Linked DNA regions of Zea mays: all the other regions are linked to region 3. Evidence: chromatin contacts called from public Hi-C data. All regions are on one chromosome and are shown on one strand. Each heading gives the region's core, a stretch centred on a gene start, on an enhancer-like site or on the middle of the called end of the contact. The rest is flanking DNA. Distances are from core to core; before and after follow the strand shown.

Region 1 (4,881 bases), core at 705-3,204, 640 kb after region 3:
ATACCTGAATATTATATTGTGCCTAAATCCTCCGATGTTTATCATTTTATAGTATTCAGGTGGATGAATACCTGAATATTATATTGTGCCTAAATACCTGAATTTCTAATTCTGCTTACCCTCTCCTCTCCTCTATGCGGCTTATATAGTCCTGCGGTCCTGCCACCTAGCACCCCCCCTCTTTAGCCGGCTGTTGGGATATCCGTGGGCGCCTATGCTGATACGTACAGCAGACAAAAAGCATCAATAACAAGGATCAAAGTACAGGGCTCTGGTAACATTATTAGACATGTGTTCCTCCTCTCCAATAGCCACAGCAGGTTCACAAGTTGAAGCACTCCAGCTGGCAACCGAGTCAAAATCTCTTATAGGTTGGGCCGCCTCGACTCGTGGGGCAGATTACGGGCAATTAGCGCTCGGCATCAAGGCTGCTTCCAACTCAGGTCGTAATTCTTCATGATAGGTCGATGTATATCCTTTCCATGCCCCTTTGCATCCACCATGCCTCCAAGCCGGCAAGCCAGGGAACCCAAGGTGCTAGCCATGCAACCATGCAGCGCATGCAAAGGGACCGAAACAGCTGCCCTGAATTTCACGGCCACATCCATGATAGGCAAGGCACAGCCAGCTGCATGCACCAACGGACCCTGTGGCTGGAATCATGGGGTGTTACAAGATACCAAGATGTTTGTTTAGAATGTCGCCATCTACACCGCGACGCCAGCTAGGGTTTCAACTCATTGGTCTTGTTGGTGGCAAGCTGTATTTGGAAACATATAAATGGGTGTGTTTCCTTTTTAAGGGCTTCTCGCCTAATTTTGATGACATCATGTGGGGTATTAGAGATGAGGCCCAAGATGTGGGTATGGCAGGAGCCGAGGGGCTCCGTAGCATATGGACATGATGGTCTCTCTTTCTTGGTCACTGGTTTGCACTATTGTCCATTCGGCGAGTCCTTTCCGTATTTATTCTTTTACCCCTACTAAGGGTTGTACAAGTTATCTAGAGCCTTTTTCTTCTTAATATAATAATGCAGAATTCTCCTGCATGTTCGGGGAAAACGGACATTCATCATCCGTTATTTCTGAATTACGTTTCAGGTTCTGGCACATGCTTGCTTTTCCACTTCGATTCGCTTCCGTTACCAAGTAAACCATATCAGGACATAGCTTGCGCTTTTGCACATCTATTGATGTGTCTATGATTCCTTTTGTACTCAAACCTTATATATTGATGATACATAAACTCTGTAACATCCGGCCCACTTGTGAAGTGGTGACACCGCAGCCCAGTCCATGGCCCAAGTCGAGATGCAAGAGTTGATACAAAAGGACATCCAGAACACGACAGGGCATCGAAGAGAATATTCAGAACAGTTTCCAGTCGTCTTCCTCGTGAAGAAGCGGCAAGGCGAGTTTGTCGGAGCCACATTCCTCGTCGACGGCGGCCACAGGACGTGACAAACTCGTCCAGATGTGGAAGTATTCATGGGCGCAGCAACACCAATAGAGACATAATATTTTTAAAACTGAATTCAAAGAATTTTAGAATCTAGTCTTACACAAATGAATCCAACCCTGGGTTTGAGAAAAATCCCACTGGTGACAGCCCTGGGTCCCAAATCCATCCACACCAAATCCATCCACATCGATTTTTTTCATACTCCACAGCGAGTTAGGGTTGGGGCTCACCTTGGGGTAGGGGCGGACCCAATAACTCCACAGCGAGTTAGGGTTGGGCTCACCTTGGGGGCAGGGGCGGGCCCAACAAAAGACATGGGTGTCACCAAGCAGGAAGAGAAGACAAAGAGCGGGCATACCTGGTGTGGTGGGTGCTCGTCGCCGGCAAAGGGTCCGCCCAAGACCTGGGCAGCTGGCGTAGGGCGGCGGCGGTGGTCGCCCTAGGCGAGGTAAACTGGGCTACGGGAGAGAGAAACAGCGAAAACAGTTGTGAACTCCAGTCTCCAGTCTCCACTCAGGAGAGCGAATTCCTCCGGGACTACTATTACAGCTTCTCCACACGCGCTACTGGGCCGATTTGTGTGCGCGTGCAGGTGCAGAACTGCAGACGCTGATGTGCATGACTACTAGGTTGGTTCGTTAGTGAGAGCAGCCCATGAAAATGATTCGTTCTTTCTCCGCTTTCTTTTCCTTTTTTTTCTTTTTTCCATGGCAATTGGTTCTCTTTGTTATATTATTATGTTTTTTGCTTCTTTTGAAATTTGTGTTCTACAGTATGTTATAACCTTTTATTCCATGAGATTTTTTCTCCCAGTCCTTAACATTTTTTCTTGTGGTGTTGGGATGTGTTTTCTCATGACGTTGGAATACAATTTCTTTGTGATTGATGTTAGACAAAATCTCCTAGATATGGAATATTTTAGTCCATGAAGCTGTAGTATTTTTTCTAGTTAAGCTATAACTTTTTTCTTAACATATTATTGTTTAAGTAAAAAAAATTATCTTGTTAAGTTGAGACAGTTTGTTTCTGATCCAGCACACTTTCCCACACCACTTCTCTAGTTTGTACTCACTCAAATTAAAATTTGTTTTAGATAATTAATAAATTCATATAATATTTGATGTATGTGTTTTATATATGTGTCTAGATTTATCATCATTCATTTGAAATAGACATAAAAAACAAGTGACGGTAGAGTCTTAATTTCTTATCTGTACTAACTATTAAGGTTGGATTGTAGACTGCCCTCGCCCTGCAACCGCCGCTCCGCTGCCCGCCGCATCTCACGCTCTGCAAATCCTGCTCGCCTGCCGTTGCTTCTCCTGCACGCCCGCCGCGATGCACGCCTGGCCTACCACACGCACGCCGCCCGCGTGCAGCACTCCCCTGCCTGACGCCTTCGCTCGCCATGCCCTGCCCCCGTTCGCATCCGCCGCGAGATCCCCGCCCTTCCACCCAAACCCTGCCCCACACCTCGTGCCCCCGTCTCCGCTCGTGATGCCCCTGCCCGCCTCACCGTCGTGACAGCCGCATCCACGTCCACCGCGAGATCCCTGCCCTGCCCCTCGAAAACCCGTTGCCGCAGCCCTCCCCGCGTCCCCCCGCCGCTACAGCCGCCGGGTTGGCCTGCGGTGAGGTCACCGCCCCCCAACGAGGTAGGATGACGTGCCCTCGCCCGACGCCCCTGTCCGCCTCACCAAAGTGCCAGCAAGGTAGTCGAGCGCTCTTCCTCCACCCCACGCTCCGCACATGTCGCGGCCCCCGCCCGCCTCACCGCATCACCAGCGAGGTAGTCGAGCGCTCTTCCTCCACCCCACGCTTGCCAACGCCTCCCGTGCGACCAGATGCTGACGCCTTCCCCCTATCTCATCCCCACCCGACGCTCCCGTGTACCGCCTTCCAGGCTCCCACATCGCAGCAAGGTAGGACGCCACCACGCTCTTCCACCACCCCGCGAGGTAGTCGAGGTTGAGCTGCGGCTCTCGTGCAGCGTCCCTGGCATGGGGTTTGTTTCTCCCTCCAAATTATCATTTTTTGTCACGCCAGTCTTTTGTTCAATTCTTTTGGCAGGATTGTCTTCTCTTCACGTTGTATGTGCTGCCCACTCCATTTTATTTTCTTCTCCACAGGTACTGCATGAATTTGTTGTTGCAATTTATATTAGATGCAGTAACCGAATCTCTGGATGTCATTAGCTGATTGACATTAATCTTGTGTCGTGCCATTAGAATAAATGGTATTTAGATAAACATGCTACAACTTTGTTACAGGGATTATAATTCATTCACACAATAGTTGTTGCAGGGCAGATTTCAGGCATAGTCCCTTAATGGGAAGAACATAAGTTCCTTATCTGTAGATAGGATCAGAGGAGGAAGGGCAAGACAAAGAGAAATTTTGATAGAGCTATCATTCTATTCCTTTTAATTAATGATTCGAAATTATATATAGGATATTTGATGGCACTATCATCCCTAATCATCTAAAGTTTTGATAGAACATATTTTTTCATGTAGCGATTAGAATGATTCAACATGTATTCATGCCAAGAACACATGTAAAACTAACACATAGTTTGCATGTGTTTTATTCCCTAATATTCCTGAAGCCTACTTGGATCGCTGGTAAGTAATTTCTGTCCCTGGCATGCTGCTCTACACTGCCCATTGTGAAGTGCATGTTCGTAAGGGGATGTTGCTCTACTTGGATATCTTTAAAGTTTGTAACTATGTACTACCTAAAAACATTTTTTTGAGAGTACAAACAGTTGAACACATATTTGAGCTCATCAAAGATATCTCGTACACGACACACAACTCAAAATTCTGGACCCACATTGTCTTAAGTTGGACATGTTGTACTTGATATTTTTCATATGTTTCAATATCATATTCTTTCAAAAACTGAAGTATGATAGGATACTCACCTCTTACCTTAGTTAAATTCAGTAACGATCTTGATGCTGCCACTACCTGAATTTTGTGCAGGTGCGACGTTTACAGCTTTGGTGTCATATTATGGGAGCTGGCAACGCTTAGAATGCCATGGAGTGGGATGAATCCAATGCAGGTTGTGGGGGCAGTTGGTTTCCAGGATAGACGGCTTGATATTCCCAAGGAAGTTGATCCTCTGGTAGCAAGGATCATATTCGAATGCTGGCAGAAGTGAGTTATAAGAACTGAACCTGTTGTCTGATCAAAGTCTCCTTTCTCAGTCATGACACTTCAAATTTGTGCTAACATGTGCTCTATCAATAGCCAGGGACCAAGTAAGCTACAATTTCTTTTGGTACACATGTACATGTACTTATTTTCTATTTCATGTGAGGTCAACATTGATATGAAGGATTATGTATTAATGTATGCTTTACATGTCTAAATAAGGCTTAATCATTAGTTCTGATTTTATTACCTGCAGGGT
Region 2 (5,011 bases), core at 1,880-4,379, 610 kb before region 3:
GGCTGCGGACACAAGCTTCGATCTGCTCAAGGACATCGCGGTAAGCTCGGAGCTTTTTTTTCAGGCGCGAACAATCCATTACCTTGTGGCATTTATTTGACTAACGGTTTCGCAAACGGCCACCCAGTCCATCGACGAGAGCGTCCACGTTAGCAGCAACGCGAAGGTAAGAGGGAGTGATTCGGCCCTCCGCTTTTCTTGGCGTGTTCGCGGTTCACTGCCAGCCAGCCAGCCAGCCAGCCCTAACGCGCCGTCGTCATCGTTGTGCAGCATGTCGCGCAGAGGAGGCCGTGCGTGTGGAACGGCATGAAGCGGCCCTGCTACCTGTTCGCGCGCAAGTTCTACCCAGAGGCGCTGGACAACCTGCTGAACATATTCTCGAACTTCACCATCATCTGAGCGAGCGGTGGATCGGGGAGGGGTTTCCGTCCTCCCTCTTGAGTGCTGCGGCATCAGCGGCCGCCCGCCGTGGTAACTGGTGAGGCCGTCCGGCCGTCTACTTGGTGACGGGAATCTAGTAGCTGAAGGAAGCAGGAACACGGTTACCGGAGCACGCAGATCTGGGAGATCGGGATTCAGATGTTGCCACCTGCTTGCTCATCCTGCCGCACTCGTGTGATCTCGCTCTAGTAGATCGCTGGTGTTTTTGCAGGTGTAGACATTGGCTAGGCTGGTGTTGGATGCACTTCTGTTGGTGTTGATGAAGAACTGTGATTAATTTAATAATAATACGTACGTACTAAGTTGTACTCCTCCGTCCCAAAATATAACTAGTTTTAGACTAACCATACATCTATTAATTATCTGCATTTATTATTATTCATTGTAACGTGGATAGAAAAAAAAGATGTCCAGAAAAGAACTATATTTTTGGAGGGAGGGAATATAACTTGTAAGCTGCTCTTATCGATGCTGAAACTGGGCCGAATTATAACGCGCGAGAGAAGGAAATCGCTGGAGGACCTTTTGGCCTGGGCTGGAGTTCAAGGGCCCACGAGCGGCGGGTATGGACTTATTGGCCTAGAGCGGAATGGAACCGTGATATGCTAGGCTGGCACCAGCAGGTCCTACTTGCCTTGTATTACTAACTAAATTTTAAAAGACGTTTTACGCGTTTGGCATGGTACTAAATTTTAAAAGACGTTTTACGCGTTTGGTATGGTTCTATTTTATTAGAATATGTTTGGTTTAAGATTAAAGTAGGATGAGCCAAAAGTGATACTGTCCACTAGATTTTTTGGGACCGCGCTATTATTAAAAATTACTTCGGTGCCACAGAGCAGCTCTACTTTAAAATTTTATGTATAGGAGCTTTACTCGGGAGTGTAGATTGATTTCCCATAAGAATGACAGATAAATACTTTCCCCCCCAAACCATGCTAGTTAATTTGTCCACAGCTTGCGTAGTACATGGGGGCCGTATCGCATTGGTATAGCTGTAGCATACGGTAGGACGACGCCCTGCGTTAGGTTGCGAATGTGACGTACAAGCAGCCTGTTAAACTTTCCTATTGGACAAAGGTCAACACCTCATGCTTCCTCTGTATATCTCATTCCTTATACTATATTATAAATTTCACTATCCTATCTCATTCCTTATTCAATATTTCAAATTTCACTCTGTAACAATGTAATATATAAATCAAAATCTCTTATTTTTATTTTACACTACCTTGCTTGCGGTTGCGGACAGCCTAAAGAACGGCAACCACTCTGCGAATGTAATCTAACAGGGGCCTGATTTGGTGAAGTCTCAAGGTTTCAACCGAAGTTGTCGAGGGGACGCGGCTTTGGCCGAGTGAGCGAAATCTTGCCATGTTTTACTGGACCTGAAGTTTGTGACGGTTTGAGTAGAGTTGTTTTTAATTGCCTTTTTGGCCCTTACACATTACATAGCGGGAATGGTAGCTGAAATGCGTCGGCTGCTGGTTCGCGCACGGCGACTTGTTCGTCGTGGTGGGTGCCAAACGTGCCGGCCGGCGATCGCAGTAAAAGCGAGTGATAAGAGAGCCGAGCGTCGGTTGCTCCGTCCGCTGATTTGGCAGCTTGATGCCTGCACGGGGACTCTGAGCCGCATTCGCCACTGGTACGGTGTTGCACTACTCGTCTGAGCCAGCCGGCAGGCGGCCTCCTCTCCCCAAACCGTGTGTCTCCAGCTACATCAACCAATAAATAAAATCGGCGCGTGTTGCACGTACAACAATAACAAGATGCCGTATGGCACCTCTGAGCTCTATCTTGCGTTGTCAACTCTTTATAATTACATTGGATATTTGACGGTTGTTAGGCGCAACTTGCTTAACCTCTATAACTATTAGCGTAAAACTACTTACAATTTAGCGTAAACCACTGTTGTCGACGTTATAGTGGATTAGCGGGCAAAGGATCCACTGTTTCGGACGTAAGAAACGTGCATGATTTGGGGTAGTTGCCGTTTATCTCACTTCGCACGGGCCATTCATTTTTTCACGTAAAACTGGTACAAAAGAAAAATTAAGTTGTGTATAACTCTATATCTATTAGCGTACAACTGCGTACAACTTAGCGTAAACCACTGTCGACGTTATAGCGGATTAGTGGGCAAAGGATCCACTATTTGACAGCATAAACATTTTCTTTTGCATATAAAAACTAACAATCAAATTATAGGTAGAATTGATTCAGTACCGAGCATGGGATAATAAGGCTTGTCCTTATCCATTAACCAATCCATTTGAGGCCATAATTTGCTGCGGTTCCGAAGGCATCCTCTGACCCCCTCCAGTCAGTAGTCTTCACTCTCCAGTCAACCATGAGATAAAGATTAACCCCTCCGGTACTTCGTTTTTTACGCAGTGTAATCCACCAAGCCAGCCTAAAGATTAACCTAACCATGAGATAAAGATTAAGCCCTCCGGTACTCCACTACTCCGTAGTCTCCAGTCCATCCGCCAAGCCAGCCTAATCCACACGCCACGCCACCCCACCGGGGTTAACCAGCGGCGGCCCCCACTGGGCCCCACAGCCGACCGAGTGTCCGAGTCCGACCTCGACCCGCCGGATCCGTCCGTTAGATTCAACGCTGCAAACATCAACTCCCCGCGGAAATAAATAGGCACCCCGCCTCCCCGTTCTCGTCCTCTGCCTCCGCCTGCCTTGCCGCCGCCCAAGTCTCGTCCGTCGTCGTCGCTCCGCTGCCAGTCAGCCGCATCTCCAGCCTCCAGCAGGCAGAGCACCCCCGCTCTCGTCTCCGGAGCCTTCCGGATGGGCTGCATCTTCTCGTCGCCGGGCTCGGCGCGTGCGCTGCGGCCGTGCGCCGGGGTGCGGGTGATCCACACCAACGGGTTCGTGGAGGACTTCGAGGGCCCCGGCGTGGTGACCGTGGCGCACGTGACGCGCTGCCTCGGCGGGCCCGGCGGCCCCGCCTCCGCCGCCAACGCCGCCGGGAAGGGGTACGTGCTGTGCTCGTCGGCGCACCTGCTGCAGCCGGGGCGCGGGCCGTTCCGGCCCGACGACGCGCTGCAGCCGGGAACCGTCTACTTCCTGCTCCCGCAGTCGGTGTTCCAGGCCGAGTCCTCCGCCGTGGACCTCGCGTGCCTCATGAACCGCCTCACGGCGCTCGCCCGCAAGGGCGGCGCCAGCGCCGCGCCCAAGCCCAGCCCGCTCGACGCGCTCTTCGACGCCGCCGCCGCCGCTGCCGCCGCCTCCGGGAGCCACCGCCAGCACAACCAGCAGCGGATGCCAGTGGCTGCGGCGGCGAGGGAGAAGAAGGGTCAGCCCTGGCGGGCGGCGCCGTGGAAGCCCTGCCTCGAGCGCATCGACGAGTCCGTCGGCCGCGCCTCCATGCGCAGCGCGTCCAGCGGCTGCAGCAGCGAGGCCTGATCATTGGCTCCATCTAGTCCCCTTTTCCCTTCTTGTCTTCTGCAGTAGTGCATACAGATGGATGGTTTTGCAGAACTGTGTGTAAAGATCTGTTGCTTTGCCGGTAGTGATTAATTAGATTCATTCAGCGACGTGTTTTCAGATCCCTCCCATCTGCAGCTCTGCTCGGCTGCCGCTTAATCAATCTCTTCCTGTACAAGCTCAGCTCAGCTCAGCTCAGCAAGTGTGCCAACTTGTCCGACTGGTTTTGATTTGTCGTCGGATCGAGACTCGTGGAGCACGAGCACGCAGCGAAGTCGTCAGAGACTCGCGTCTGGTTTCGCACTCAACTTTCCGCTCCGGTCCGGTGTGTCAGTGTGTGTGTGTGTCAGCACTCAGCAACAGCTAGCGGGATTGTTTGGTTTGGTTTGGTTGGTTTGCCTGCGAGATAAAAGTATTTTGTTGGTTCATACGACCGATCTTACACTGATGATGTCTCCGGCCGCCACCTACCTCTGACGTGTGACCGCCCGCCAGATCTCATCTCCATGATCCCATCACGCCAGCGGCCAGTCCTCCGCTGCCTTCACTTTTCCAGCTCCACCTCGCAGTGGGGCAAAGGGGACCCGCTTTTGTTGACAGCAGCGCCATCCTTCCACCCCGCGCAGGCTGTCAGTCCGTACGCTTTCGTTAGGCTGATGTGATCTACTAGTACACTGAATAGTGTACACTGTTTTAGCACTACACCAATCAGATAGAACATTGAACGATCAGACAGAACACTCCACGTTTAGGCTATCCGCACTCATACTATTCTAAATTTCTACTCTAAAAGGAATATTCTATCCCCGTCAGCAAGATTATCTACTCTATACCACAATTCTCTGCGGTCGTTTTTACTCTATATCTCAACTCTATACCAACAATCATTTTTTTATTATTTTTTTCCATTCTCTCCTTCCATCACTGTTGTTTTATTCTCTCCTCACACCTCCCAAGACACACACAGACAGCTTTCGAGTACGAGAGAGAGCGACTCTGCAGTTAGCGTTTTTCTATCCCTCCCTAAATTCCCAGTGGCCGAACGAGTGAGCGGCTGCAGGCTGATTCAACTCTATCCGCTACTCTATCCTTTAGAGTACCCTTTCGAGCATGCGACTGCGGACAGCCT
Region 3 (4,661 bases), core at 635-3,134:
ACAGTCGTCTGAAATTTGACCGTGGCAGTAACAGAGACCATGATAAAGCTGATAGAGATGGAGTCAGGTATGGTAGAGGTGACCACTCTCCAAGCCGTGATGGGCCTGATGATCAGATGTTTGATGGTTTCCGCGGACGGCCCTCGAATGCTCCTTTTGTTGCTGAATTCCCAGCTCCACCGATATTGATGCCAGTACCTGGTGCTGGGTAAGTGGAAAGGCATGCATTTCAGCATATTTCAATTGCAATTAGGGACTGCTAAGTGCTAACTACTGTGGCTGCTATTGTTTTCAGTCCCTTGGGCCCATTTGTTCCTGCACCTCCAGAGATAGCGATGCATATGCTGAGAGAGCAAGGGCCACCTCCTCCTTTTGAACCAAATGGCGCACCACATGGCAATGCTGGAATGCTTGGGCCAATGATGGGTGGCCCAGCACCGATTATAGCTATGCCTCCAAATTTCCGCCATGATCCTCGCCGCCTGAGAAGGTTTACCCCCAGTTTCAGAATCTTGTTTTCCTCATGTTTGGGTGCTCTGATGTTCATGCAATTTTGTTGCTGCGAAGGCTAATTATTCTTTTTTGGATGAACTTTAAAAAATGTCGCTGTAGTTTTTAGTGGGATTTTTTTTGGCAACAAAATGCAACTCATACCTGGCTTTGGTTGCAGTTATAACGACCTCGATGCTCCTGATGAGGAAGTCACTGTCCTTGACTACAGAAGCTTGTAGGGTCCAGCACCTCCAGATACCCGTAGTCAAGTTTCCCGTTCCCCCATTGGTGAATTGGGCTTTTTTCTCTTTATGAAGGCAAAAGATGGAAGGTTATGTTCAATTAAACCAATTTTTGGGTCACCTGTAGTCTGTTAGATTCTGTTGTAACTTGAATACTCTGTGGATGCACTGCGGTTGCTACAGTTCTTGTCCAACTTTTTTTTGACACAGTGCTGTAATAAATAGGCGTCTGTTTGGAACCTGGGTGGGGTGGTTGTAGTGAGAGATACGTACTTCGCCACCTTGTTGCAGTCTGCAATGCCCCTTGAACATTTGCTGCAATCCGTGACTTCGTCAGAAGTCAGAACGAAGACTTGGTACTGGGTGTTGAACGGTTTACAAACAATAAGGTCAAAATTCTTATCAACTCGCAATATCTGGACTCAGGTATTGGCAGTGTAGCGAAAGTGTGTAGTACCCATGAACGTGCATGATTTGTTTGTTGTAAAAAATGTAGAAAGAAAAAGCATGTGACAACAACAACAGTCTTCCAATTAAGTGTAGGCTAAAGTTAAAACTCAACAAGTGTTGTTTTTTCATTCATTTCTAACTAAAGTTTAGATACGTGGACAATTATTGCTTTACATTTATTTATTTCTACTCAAAGCTAATTCAGTAAGCGTATGCTAAAGTCAAAACTCAACAAGTATAAACTATGAGTCGAAATTCTTTGGAAGAATAAATCAAAGTTTAAATACGTGGTTAGTTGTTTTTCTTATTCATTTCTAATACGTGAATGGTTGTTGTTTTATATTTATTTCTATTTAAATCATTTTTATCTAAAACTAGATGTATATTTAGAAACAAAAAAAATCAAGTGATGCTACGATCAAATCCAAAATATAAGGGGTGTAATCAGATCAGACGTAGACGGATAATACTTGTTTCATATTTGTTTTTATATTTCTTTTTGAATTCGGATCGGATATAAATATTATTAAGTTGAGATAAAATTTAAATGAATAACATCTTAAATAGGCAACTTTAAGAATACGAATGATAAAGAGTGGATACAAAGTATCGATCGGCCTTTTTTAAATGGATCGAATTTGAATACCAAAGAATAATATCTCTACTATTTACATCCCTAAAAGTATATTTGTAATGCTATTATTTGAAAGACTGTTATTTGGCCTTCTTAACTATCTATTGCCTTGGTCTTATTTATTTGCCGGCTTTTTCTCCATTGGTTCTCGTCTGGCTAGCTAAGTCCGCACGCTTTCTTTCCTTGTTTCTCCAAGCCCCCGCCCCCTCCCCGAGCTATGATACCAACCGTACAGGCAGATATTGTAGATAGATTGCCCCTCATGTCTCGCGCGCTTGCGATTAGTGTTATCAACCCGTAGGAGCAGCAGGAGGCCAGGAGCTTATGTGCCTTCTTGTACGCTGCCATCTGTCATGTGACCAATTCGTCGAGCATCCTATAGGCATCGGGCAATGCCAAATCCTGGGCAGTTGATCCAGCGTCCTTGTTGTTTTCCTGATGAATTCGGCTGCTGGTGTTAGCTATTGAACCTCGTTCTTTCCCCTCACACACTGATGAAACCCGAAGTCTCCTGTTGCTAGTCGGACAGCGCGCGCGGCGGCTGTTTTTCTTGTTAGTTACCATCTCATGTTACCTCATCTTACTTCCGTTTCCAGCAAAAATCCATGTGATGTTTCGACTAATCTACCGTTTGTGTGCTTCAAACTGTTGCAGGGTTATCTCTTGATTCTTGGTTGGAAATATACCATACAGCAGTAAGGAGAAGTCAGCGAATATGGCAGACGCGCTGTTTGTTGTTCTCAGGAAAGTTGCCCTTTCCCTGGGAGAAGGCGCGCTGGTGAAGATTGGCACGGACGTGGTCGAGGCAGCGCCCATCTTGACAGATTTTGAGCATGGCATGCGACAAACCGAGGGCGAGCTCTTGGTCCTGCAGGCCTTTATCGGGCAGGTCCGGGCGCAGAAGGCCGGTGACAAGGCGTTCGGCGCATGGTTGGACCAGGTTAGAGATGTCGCCCATGAGGTAGAAGATATCGTTGACGAGTATGCTTACCTTACCACGCAAGCCATGGATGCAAGCAGCTTCTTCAAGAGAAAGTTCCATCAGGTGAAGAACTTTGCAGCGTGGCAGAAGCTACCGATCCGGATCAGTCAAGTGGAAGCTCGGGTCCGGAGGCTGTCCGAAATGAGGAGCCGGTATGGGATTTCGGTAGGCGAACAAGACAGGGGTAGCAAGTTACAGCAATCCAATCAGTTCTCTGCGTCAGATTTTGCTTACCTAACTGATGATTCTGAAATAGTAGGGCATGGCGAGGAAATCGAGAGACTGACACAGTGGCTGCTTGAGGAGAATCAGGACCGAACTCTGATAGCCATCTTTGGTATGGGTGGTCTAGGTAAAACTACTGTTGCAAGCAGTGTCTACAAGAACCAAAAGATCAGGAGAACTTTTGATTGCCATGCATGGGTCACGGTATCTCAGACTTACCAAGCTGAAGAGCTTCTGAGAGAAATCATGAACCAGTTAATAGAGCAGAGAGCAAGTTTGGCAAGTGGCTTCATGACCATGAGTCGCATGAGATTAGTTGAGATGATACAGAACTATTTGCGGGACAAAAAATATTTTATTGTCTTGGATGATGTATGGGATAAAGATGCTTGGTTGTTTCTGAACTATGCATTTGCCAGAAACAATTGTGGAAGTAAAGTGCTGATAACAACCCGGAGAAAAGATGTGTATTCTTTGGCAGTTCACAGTCATGTAATTGAACTTAAAACTCTTAACTATGCTGAATCATGGGAACTCTTCTGCAAAAAAGCATTTTTTGCATTGGAGGGCAACATATGCCCTAAGAATCTCACGTCTTTGGTGGAGAAAGTCGTTGATAAGTGTCAAGGATTGCCATTGGCTATCATAGCCATCGGAAGGATTCTATCATGCCATGGATTAGATGAATGGGAGTGGGCATTTTTCTACAACCAACTTAATTGGCAGTTAGCTAACAATTCAGAGCTAAGCTGGATCTCTACTGTCTTGAATCTGAGCTTGGATGATCTCCCAAGTCATCTGAGGAGCTGCTTTCTATACTGCAGCCTATTTCCTGAAGATCACTTTATTAAAAGAAAACAGATAGCCAAGTTATGGATTGCGGAAGGTCTTGTGGATGAGAGAGGGGATGGGACAACAATGGAGGAAGTTGCTGAGCATTACCTTGCAGAGCTAACTCACCGTTCTCTTCTTCAGGTCATAGAAAGAAATGCAAGCGGAAGGCCAAGAACGTTTGTTATGCATGATCTTGTGCGGGAAGTGACCTCAATAACCGCTGAAAAGGAAAAGTTCGCGGTGATACATGGCCATGTTGGTACAACCCAAGTTTCCCATGATGCGCGCCGCTTGTGCATCCAAAAAAGTGCAGATTCTCAAAACTCTTTAGCAAATTCACATCTTCGATCATTCATTTTATTTGACAATTTAGTACCGTCTTCCTGGATAAATGATGTCTCATCACGTTTCAGACTGCTGAGGGTCTTAGGCCTAAGATTTACTAATATTGAACAAATGCCGTGCGGGGTCACAGAACTGTATAACTTGCGTTATCTGGATATTTCGTACACAAAAGTCAAGCAGATACCGGCATCATTCAGAAAACTCATGCACCTTCAAGTTTTAGATCTGAGGTTCACCTGCGTGGAGGAGTTGCCATTTGAAATAACTACGCTAACTAATTTACGCCATTTACATGTTGCTGCGGTCCATGATCTTCAAGAAAGATCACTGAATTGCTTCAGTGCTACAAAAATTCCTGGCAACATTTGTGGCCTAAAGAATCTTCAATCTTTACATACGGTTTCAGCTAATGAAGATTTGGTTTCACAGTTGGGAAATTTGACTCTTATGAGAAGCT

What was found. Hi-C and Micro-C count contacts between places; a contact is called where the count stands out from the background.
Region 1: a contact with region 3 is called in a Hi-C map of tassel, with 3 times the contacts expected there. The contact joins the promoter of LOC103626393 here to the promoter of LOC100217120 in region 3. A contact is called at or near these places in 3 of 25 Hi-C or Micro-C datasets (ear, leaf and tassel).
Region 2: a Hi-C map of leaf mesophyll shows a contact between it and region 3, with 5 times the contacts expected there. The contact joins the promoter of LOC100275318 here to the promoter of LOC100217120 in region 3. A contact is called at or near these places in 4 of 25 Hi-C or Micro-C datasets (bundle sheath, ear, leaf and 1 more).

The regions. Positions count from the first base shown.
Region 1 is chr5:56,965,795-56,970,675 of Zm-B73-REFERENCE-NAM-5.0, reverse strand. It overlaps LOC103626393 (E3 ubiquitin-protein ligase BRE1-like 1), which reads right to left and starts at 1,954. Exons shown (of 21, transcript NM_001346887.1): 1 at 1,820-1,954.
Region 2 is chr5:58,214,006-58,219,016 of Zm-B73-REFERENCE-NAM-5.0, reverse strand. LOC100275318 reads left to right here and starts at 3,129. Exons shown (of 1, transcript NM_001175028.1): 1 at 3,129-4,184. The coding sequence starts at 3,244. The coding sequence ends at 3,861. LOC100501364 (Core-2/I-branching beta-16-N-acetylglucosaminyltransferase family protein) reads left to right here. Exons shown (of 11, transcript NM_001353545.1): 9 at 1-40; 10 at 128-166; 11 at 271-454. The coding sequence ends at 399.
Region 3 is chr5:57,606,511-57,611,171 of Zm-B73-REFERENCE-NAM-5.0, reverse strand. It overlaps LOC100217120 (disease resistance analog PIC11), which reads left to right and starts at 1,884. Exons shown (of 3, transcript NM_001359620.1): 1 at 1,884-2,370; 2 at 2,473-4,661. The coding sequence starts at 2,534. LOC100279372 (putative SERRATE-related C2H2 zinc-finger family protein) reads left to right here. Exons shown (of 12, transcript NM_001152388.1): 10 at 1-208; 11 at 296-490; 12 at 671-1,017. The coding sequence ends at 731.